Regions from separate parts of the Ovis aries genome. Here all the other regions are linked to region 1. Evidence: chromatin contacts called from public Hi-C data. All regions are on one chromosome and are shown on one strand. Each heading gives the region's core, a stretch centred on a gene start, on an enhancer-like site or on the middle of the called end of the contact. The rest is flanking DNA. Distances are from core to core; before and after follow the strand shown.

What was found. Hi-C and Micro-C count contacts between places; a contact is called where the count stands out from the background.
Region 2: a Hi-C map of tail adipose tissue shows a contact between it and region 1, with 6 times the contacts expected there. The contact joins the enhancer-like site here to the promoter of MYC in region 1. A contact is called at or near these places in 6 of 16 Hi-C or Micro-C datasets (blood, hypothalamus, liver and 3 more).
Region 3: a Hi-C map of tail adipose tissue shows a contact between it and region 1, with 7 times the contacts expected there. The contact joins the enhancer-like site here to the promoter of MYC in region 1. A contact is called at or near these places in 5 of 16 Hi-C or Micro-C datasets (blood, hypothalamus, muscle and 1 more).

Annotation. Positions count from the first base shown.
Region 1 is chr9:25,737,275-25,739,799 of ARS-UI_Ramb_v3.0, forward strand. MYC (MYC proto-oncogene, bHLH transcription factor) reads right to left here and starts at 1,262. Exons shown (of 3, transcript NM_001009426.1): 1 at 1,064-1,262. LOC132657163 (a long non-coding RNA gene) reads left to right here and starts at 1,577. Exons shown (of 2, transcript XR_009594937.1): 1 at 1,577-2,525.
Region 2 is chr9:24,804,642-24,807,166 of ARS-UI_Ramb_v3.0, forward strand. No RefSeq gene overlaps it. Among named protein-coding and RNA genes, the nearest start is that of TRNAC-ACA, 140 kb to the left of the region's middle. Within about 2 kb of position 1,265, at least 4 of the 54 cell types and tissues checked have an H3K27ac peak or open chromatin away from gene starts, as enhancers often do. A contact at or near this core is called in tail adipose tissue, where this site is marked.
Region 3 is chr9:26,477,935-26,480,459 of ARS-UI_Ramb_v3.0, forward strand. LOC121820326 (a long non-coding RNA gene) reads right to left here. Exons shown (of 2, transcript XR_006060810.1): 2 at 1-467. Among named protein-coding and RNA genes, the nearest start is that of LRATD2, 450 kb to the right of the region's middle. Within about 2 kb of position 1,262, at least 22 of the 54 cell types and tissues checked have an H3K27ac peak or open chromatin away from gene starts, as enhancers often do. A contact at or near this core is called in hypothalamus and tail adipose tissue, where this site is marked.

The DNA.
Region 1 (2,525 bases), core at 12-2,511:
TCGAGCCTTTAGCCCTTCTCCACCCCCCCCCCCCCCACCCCCGACCCTCATAAATAAAAGGAGAGTGTTAAATAATAACAGAGACGTCTCCCTTCAACACTCAATACGGCGACGTAACTGCGCCAGAGACCCTGCTACGATTCCGCGCCCGTAGCCGGGCGTCTTCTCCCTCACCAGCCGAGGGTAGCAGCTGTTCTCGAAAAGCCCGGTGCCTCGCTCCTGGCCGTCCTCCGCATCTCAGGGGGCGTAGGGACACCCGCGCGGGGACCCCGGAGGCGGCCGGGGAGCCAAGGCTAGGTGCAGAGATTTTGCCCTCATCCCCCCCCACCGCCGAGTCAATAATTCCAGGAGACTCGGACACATCTTTGCCCCAGCTTCCTTTTCCCCGTCCCCGCGCCTTCCCAACACCGAATCCTAACCTCTCTGTAGACCAAAATCTTTAATTTTACTATCCTTTAAAAAAAAAGTCAAAGGCCAACTTCTAAAAGGAGCCGGGAGCGTTGGAGACGCCGAGGGGGTCGGCGGGCGGGACGCGCCGCAGTGTCTGTCTCTGGCTGTCAGAAATGCAGTAAGCCGAAATTTAAATGCCCTTTTCCAGACAGGAAAAAGTCAGCGGCTGCGGAGCTCTCTTCGCTCAAACATGCAATGTGTAATTCTTACTCCAAGGAGTTCAGGATGTAAAGGGTTTTCTGTCAACCGCGAAGCATACCCTTCTTCTCCCCGACAAAAGGCAAAAAAGCAATTAATGCAATAAAGCATGAATGTCCACCCGGCCGGGGTCAGCGTCCATCTAAGGCGAGCAAAAACCTCTAAAGGCTACTTTCAGAAAACGCACCCCCGGTTTCCCTCTGCCTTCCTCTCTCTTCCCATCTTGACAAGTCACTGTACCCCGACCCAGTTCTGGTTCCTCTCCACCCCACCCCGACCAGCCACAACTACTCTGAGAAAAGTGTCAATAGCGCAGGAATGGGAGAAAAGACACTCGATTCGGGCGTTCTGCTCATCGCGGCGTTAAGGCGGTAGCAAAAATAAATGAAAAAGGCCAATAGGTCCGGGTGCTCACCCGTATTTCCACTATCCGAAGGAAATCTAGCGTCCAAAAAGCGGCGAGGAGCGCCTTTCAGAGGCGCGGGTCGTGGGCTGCGGCGAGGGAAAGTGTCTCCCCAAAAAGGCAGAAGAGCTTCTCTGCGTCCGGGGAGTCTTGGTGTCGCTCGGGTGTTGTAAGTTCCAGTGGGCAAAGTTTCGCGGATGCGGCGCGGGTGGCGGACCGCTAGCAGGGGTCCGCGGGGAGGGTGGGGTGGGGGCCGGCCTGGCTGGAGGCGCAGAAGCCCCCCTTTGACTCCGGATCTCCCTTCCCCGGGCGCCCGGAGCGCGACTCCGCTCGCTAGGCTGGCTCGGCTCTTCCACCCTGGAGGGCCCGCCCGCTCGCTCCCTCTGCCTCTCGCTGGAATTACTACAGCGAGTCAGATAAAGCCCAGAAAAAACTGGCTTTTATACGAGAAGGTAAGGCCCCTCCTCTGTTCTTTTTCCCGCCAAGCCTCAGAGTAGCCCTGCCCTTCCAGGCAGTGGTGGAGCCAGGCGGCGGCCGCGGCGAGCCAGCCGCAGCGGTAGCCGCGAGATGCGCAGCCCGGGGGTCCTCCGCAGCGGAGACCCTCGCCTATAAAGGGCTGGTGGGCGGGGACTCACCAGAGAGGATCTTTGTCTCCCCCGCCCTCTGCTTTGGGAACCCGGGAGGGGCGCTGGTGGGGAGGGAGGGCGGGAGGGGAGGAGATTCAGCTCTTTGAGCCTGGCACTCCAGTGCGCCGAGCTCTCGGATGTAAACACGGTCAGAGCGCCGCATGAATTAACTGCGCGCGCCTACCATTTTCTTTTGCTCCCGCTCAAACCGTCTCTCTGCTGCTTGGTTCCTGTGGAGCAGCGCTGTGTTGGACAAACCGCATACTTGTCCTGTGTTCTTAAATCATCTGGGGGCAGAACCGCTCATCCCTAGATGCTGAGAATACACCGTGTACCCACGGCTGCGCCATGCACGTCCCGGGTGGACAGGCCGGGAAGGGGCAGCCTTTGGAAAATAACTCCTACGAAGAGAGGAGGAAAGAAGGGGTATTGATGGGCGTGCGCTCTGAGTGTGTGTGTGCTGGGGGGTTAAGTGTCGATGGGATACATGATCAAAGGTATGGGGAAGAAAAATGGTGCCTGGAATTACTAAAATAATTCAGCAACGCGCTGCCACGTATACTTGGAGAGCGCGGTATGAATAAACACCCATTGCATTTGTTGGGGGTGTTATGCATTCTGGGTGTGCGCAGCTTTCTCGACTGCGCACCTTCCACCCACAATGAATCCCCCGATTGCTGCCAAAGTCGCAGAGGACCCCCACTCCTGGCTCTGCCCGCGCAGACCTACACGGATCTCCGTGGGGGCCAGCGTTCCTCCTGCCCCTCCCCCCACCCAGTACGCGCTAATCCCTGAGATCTTTCTGCGGGTTCCAGAGCTGGAATAAGGGAGGAGCGCGCCTGCGGGTG
Region 2 (2,525 bases), core at 15-2,514, 930 kb before region 1:
CTAGAGCAAAAAAAATAGAAGAATTGGTGATAATGTCTATTGTGATTCAGGATCAAAGAATGCGTGGCTGATCAGTGCTTTGGGGATCAGGTTGGTTGTTGTTGCCTGCCTGCTGGTTGTTGTTCCTCCTCAAAAGGAGGAACTGGAGTCCACCAAAGTGAAAAGACTCGCCTGTCGTCACACAGCCAACCCAGATTCTGGGCGCTTCTCAATCACGAAGCTGGGGATCCCCACTTACCTCTCTATCAGCAGAGGGACTTGGAGGCAGAGGGTGCGGATGGTGTGCAGAATTTTTAATTAATTTCATCCAGGTGGAAAACTGGCTTGGTCAGGAAATGTACTTAAAGCATATTTTTAAACTCATTTTCACAATGCTGGTTTTGATCAAACCAGGATAAATAATTATCTCTTTTTACTTCACTTAGGAGGCTTATTCATTATTTCCTGTCTGTCAGGGATGTTCAGACACTATTGTTTTTCAAGTACCCCAGAAAACGCTATAAAGATTACTTTTCTGTAATTCAGAGAAGGAGGAAATTCCACACTTTTTTTTTTTGCCACCATGAATGGCAAGAGAGGGGGCTACGTCTTAGGTTTTCTGATTTTTTTGACCAGCTGTCAACATTATTTTTGATTTTTGAAATTCTATGACCAATCAAGTCTTCACTTGAATTAATTAATTTTAGTTAATTGATTAATTCATAGAAATCAAGTATTTATCTGAAGAATTTGTTGTATAACAGGTGGAACTATCAGGGTTATAGAATTTATCCATCAATTCAACAAATATTTCATTTTGTTTTTACTTCTTAACTTTGGACAAATCCAAGTCTGAGTTGTCACATTTGTGAAATACAAAATTTGTAAACCAATAATACATCACAGGAGTTGTTCAGAGAATTAGGTGCTATCAAATGCTTCAAGTAGTGCTTGGCATGTAATGAAGACCCCTATTGGAAGCTCTTATTATAATTCTTATGTTTCATTTATTATTTTGCTATTATTATTATTAGAAGTACTATTAAAGAACAGGCTGTTTACAGTGCCTTGGCTACTTTTAGAGTCTTTGTAGCCTAAGGCATAGGGCCAGTAGGCAGATCCACTCAAGGCAGGTCATGCTGACCATTTCTCAACTCATTTGAAAAGAGAATCAATGAGATCAGTACTTCAAGTTAACTTTCCTTTCCCCTAAGGACAGTTTCCAGTCCCTTGAGTAGAACTAATATGTCCTCTCTGAAGTCCGAGGCAACACTTTGTCAGGGAAAGCACAAAAGCTCCCTGTGGAGGAGAGAGTTATTCTTTGCTTGAGTTTGCACTCCATGGAAACTATCTTCATATCAATATCACAAAACTTGGATTTCTTCCCTTCTGAGCAGAAATGTCCTTAGAATGAATGTCCTTGCTTCATTTCCAGCAAGTAGGAATTGATTCCACTCGGCCTTTGATTCCACTTGGCTCAATTTAAGTGTGTTTTTTTTTCTTAAAACACTGTTCTTTTGGGGTGTTCTAGTGATATCAGGCAATCAAGAAAGGGAAGGTCTCTGTCCTCATGAAGCTTAGAGACTAGTAATATTTAAGGCTCTCCCTCTCTTTCCCTATGATATATTCCACTTAACTTAAATCAAAGATGATGGAAGTAATGTGCAAACATTCCTATATTAACATTTTAAGTTAAAAAGCCAACATTTGCTTGAAACATGTATGGAGAAAAGAAAAGTTCCAGATATATTTCATAGATAGTTTTTGGAGTAAAGAAAATATTACAATTTTAAATTAATCAGAGTAAGACATTTAATGCTTCATATAATACATATAAGGAGATCTGCCTACTCTTTAGCTGTCTTTATTGGTTAGACAAGCCAGACAGCCAAATACATAGAGGATCATGTATAGTTTCCAATGATTCAGTGAAATTTTCCAACAGAAGCACTCATATCCAGTTTTATTAATGTATAGATCTAATACCTGGGCAGATCCAAAGTATGCGACTACAGAAATGCCAGACTGGATGAAGCATAAGCTGGAGTCAAGATTGTGGGGAGAAATATCAAGATGATGCCACCCTTGTGGCAGAAAGTGAAGAGGAACTAAAAAGTCTCTTGATGGAAGTGAGAAAGGAGAGTGAAAAAGCTGGCTTAAAACTCAGCATTCAGAAAATGAAGATCACGGCATCTGGTCCCATCACTTAATGGCAAGTAGATGAGGAAAACAATGGAAACAGTGGCAGGCTTTATTTTCTTGGGACTCCAAAGTCACTGCAGATAGTGACTGCAGTCATGAAATTAAAAGACACTTGCTCCTTGGAAGAAAAGTTATGACCGACCTAGGCTGCATATTAAAAAGCAGAGACATTACTTTACCAACAAAGGTCCATCTGGTCAAAGCTATGGTTTTTCCAGTAGTCAGGTATGGATGTAAGAGTTGGACCATAAAGAAAGCTGAGCACTGAAGAATTGATGCTCTTGGACTGTGGTGTTGAGAGAAGTTTCTTGAGAGTCCCTTGGACTGAAGGGAGATTCAACCAG
Region 3 (2,525 bases), core at 12-2,511, 740 kb after region 1:
ATCTCTCGGATAATCCATCCTTAGAAGCTGAGCAAAGTTTTACAGCGGGCCAGAGAAGCTGGGCAGGAGATCACCCTCTCCCCCTCCCCAAGCAGAAAAGCTGTTGAAACTGCATGGAACTGTTTGCAGAGACTATGGGGCTGGGGCCAGGGGAAAGAATGTAACAGGTACTCCATACGATACTCAGCTTTCCCATGAAGCCCCTGCCACAGCGGGTGCTCTGGACAGAATCCCATCTGGTCCTCCTTCATCCCCAAGGGGCTTGGAACATTTTCATTTCACAGACTAGGAACCTGGACCTTAGAGATGGCAGGTAACCTACAGGGGCTGAAGGGGACTCAAACCCAGGCTACCCGCCTTGGACTCCTCCCTGGGAGATGGAGATTCCAGACACATAGTGGCATCTTTCTGATTCTTGGCATCCTTGTCTGTAAGACCGTGTCGATAAACTCTGCCGCCTTCCTAAGCTGTGATGAAGATAAAATGAGAAATGCGTGTAAGCTCTAAAGGGAAATACATATGCAGGGGTTTATATTTTTTTCATAAGGCAAAAAACAAAACAGGGTAAAAGCATGTTCCTGGTAGCAGTCGAAGGGGTGAACAGGTTTGAAAGCCACATCTATAACTTGGGTGGTTCCACTTGAACAGACAGGCTGCCACAGAGAGCTGGGAGCGGAGGCAGGTTCCTCCCGGTTAGGAGACAGCCTTTCTCTGGCGGTTCAAACAAACATCTAAAGCACGGGGGCAGAAGGACAGTTGCTGGGTGTGCCTCTGGTTGTCCTAGGGAAACAAAAGCTAAGAACTACAGCTTCTCTCACACGAGGTGAAGCAGCTTTGCAACTGAAAGACATACAGCAATCCGCCTGGAGCAATTATGTTTTCATTATTATTCCCAAGCTGCTGTGTCACAAATCACATTTTCCATCCCGGGGCGTGTTGGTGCAGAGCTGCTGATTGCAGTTCCCATCACTCCACCAGCTGACTGCTCCAGCCGGGCCCCAGGAGCAGCAAGCCAGCCTGGGGCTCATTAGCTGCCATACTGGCACACAGACTGCCAGCCCAGCCGAGCAGATGCTGTGTACTGAAGGAAAACTCCCCATTTGAAAACGACCACAGAGTCTTTTTACTATCAAATTCTTGTTTTTTTGTTTTTTTTTTCTAGAAAGAAAGACCTTGAAACCCTTGAAGATTTCCATGTCGATCTGCATTACCGCTCAGCTAAGAGTGCTGAGACTGGGTGTGACTCTGACTCGCTTGCACAAACACAAAACACACCCAGGCGCCCTGGCTCTATTTTAAGTGGCGGACTCCAGAGCTCAAGTGCGCTGCTGTGCTCATGCCGCCATCATGTGGTTAGAGGAGGAACTGCACCAGGAATCTGCCAAGTTTGATGAGGACTTGTGTTTCCTTCCATGCTTCCTTTCCTTCCTTCCTCCCTCCCTCCCTCCATCTTCTCACTTCCTTCTTCCCATCTTTCTTTCCACCATTCTGACGCTGCAACAAACACTGGGACATAAAAATGCATCTGAGACACCTCCTGCTTGTAAGTAGCCTAGTGAAACAGAAGAGGAAAAGTGAAAGGGAAATAATAATTAAGTTCCACTTCTTCCAGTCCCTCCTCCTGGGTTCTTGAGAATTATCACAGTTAATTCTCACAAAAGCCCTGTGTGGGAGAGGCCACTTGCTTCTCCAGGGGATGTTCCCAGCCCAGGAATCGAACCTCCTGCATTGCAAACAGATTCTTTACCGACTGAGCTACGAGGGAAGCCTTTTTATTGACAACTAGTTGTCAAGTAAATTTGAAGGGTCAGGCAACAAATCTTTGATTACTGTTGGTAAAATAGACCAGGTGAATTCAGTGTCAAAATTTCGCAGCTTATATTTAGGGAGAGCTAATTCCCACAAAACTTCATGGGCTTTACATCCAGGGAACACAGAACAAATTATGCTTTTGCTTGCTTGTTGCTTTGAATAAAAATCAACACTTTGCCCCAAAAAAAGGCCTTAAAACTATGTCCTTCCTATTTGTCTATTAGATTATCTGTCTTATAATTCTTACTTGTAGAAGTTCTTTGTATCCTCTGGATATCCTAAAGCTGTCATCTTCTGTGTTATATGAGTTGTAAATACTTTCTCATAATCAGTTATTTGCTTTCTCTGTTTATGGAGTTTCTTAACAGTCAAAATATTTAAAATTATTGTTTTTGAAGTAAACTATGAATGTGAAAGTCACACAGTTGAGTCTGACTCTTTGCTATCCCATGAGCTGTAGCCAGACTGGCTCCTCTGTGCATGGAATTCTCCAGGAAAAAATACTGGAATGGGTTGTCATTTCTTTCTCCAGGAGATCTTGCCAACCCAGGAATCAAACCCAGGTCTCCTGTATTGCAGGCAGATTCTTTACCAACTGAGCCACTAGGGAGCTATAAGCAAGGTAAAAAGACAACCCTCACAATGGGAGCAAATGAAACAATTGGCAAAGAACTAATCTTCAAAATATACAAGCACCTCATGAAGCTCAAAAC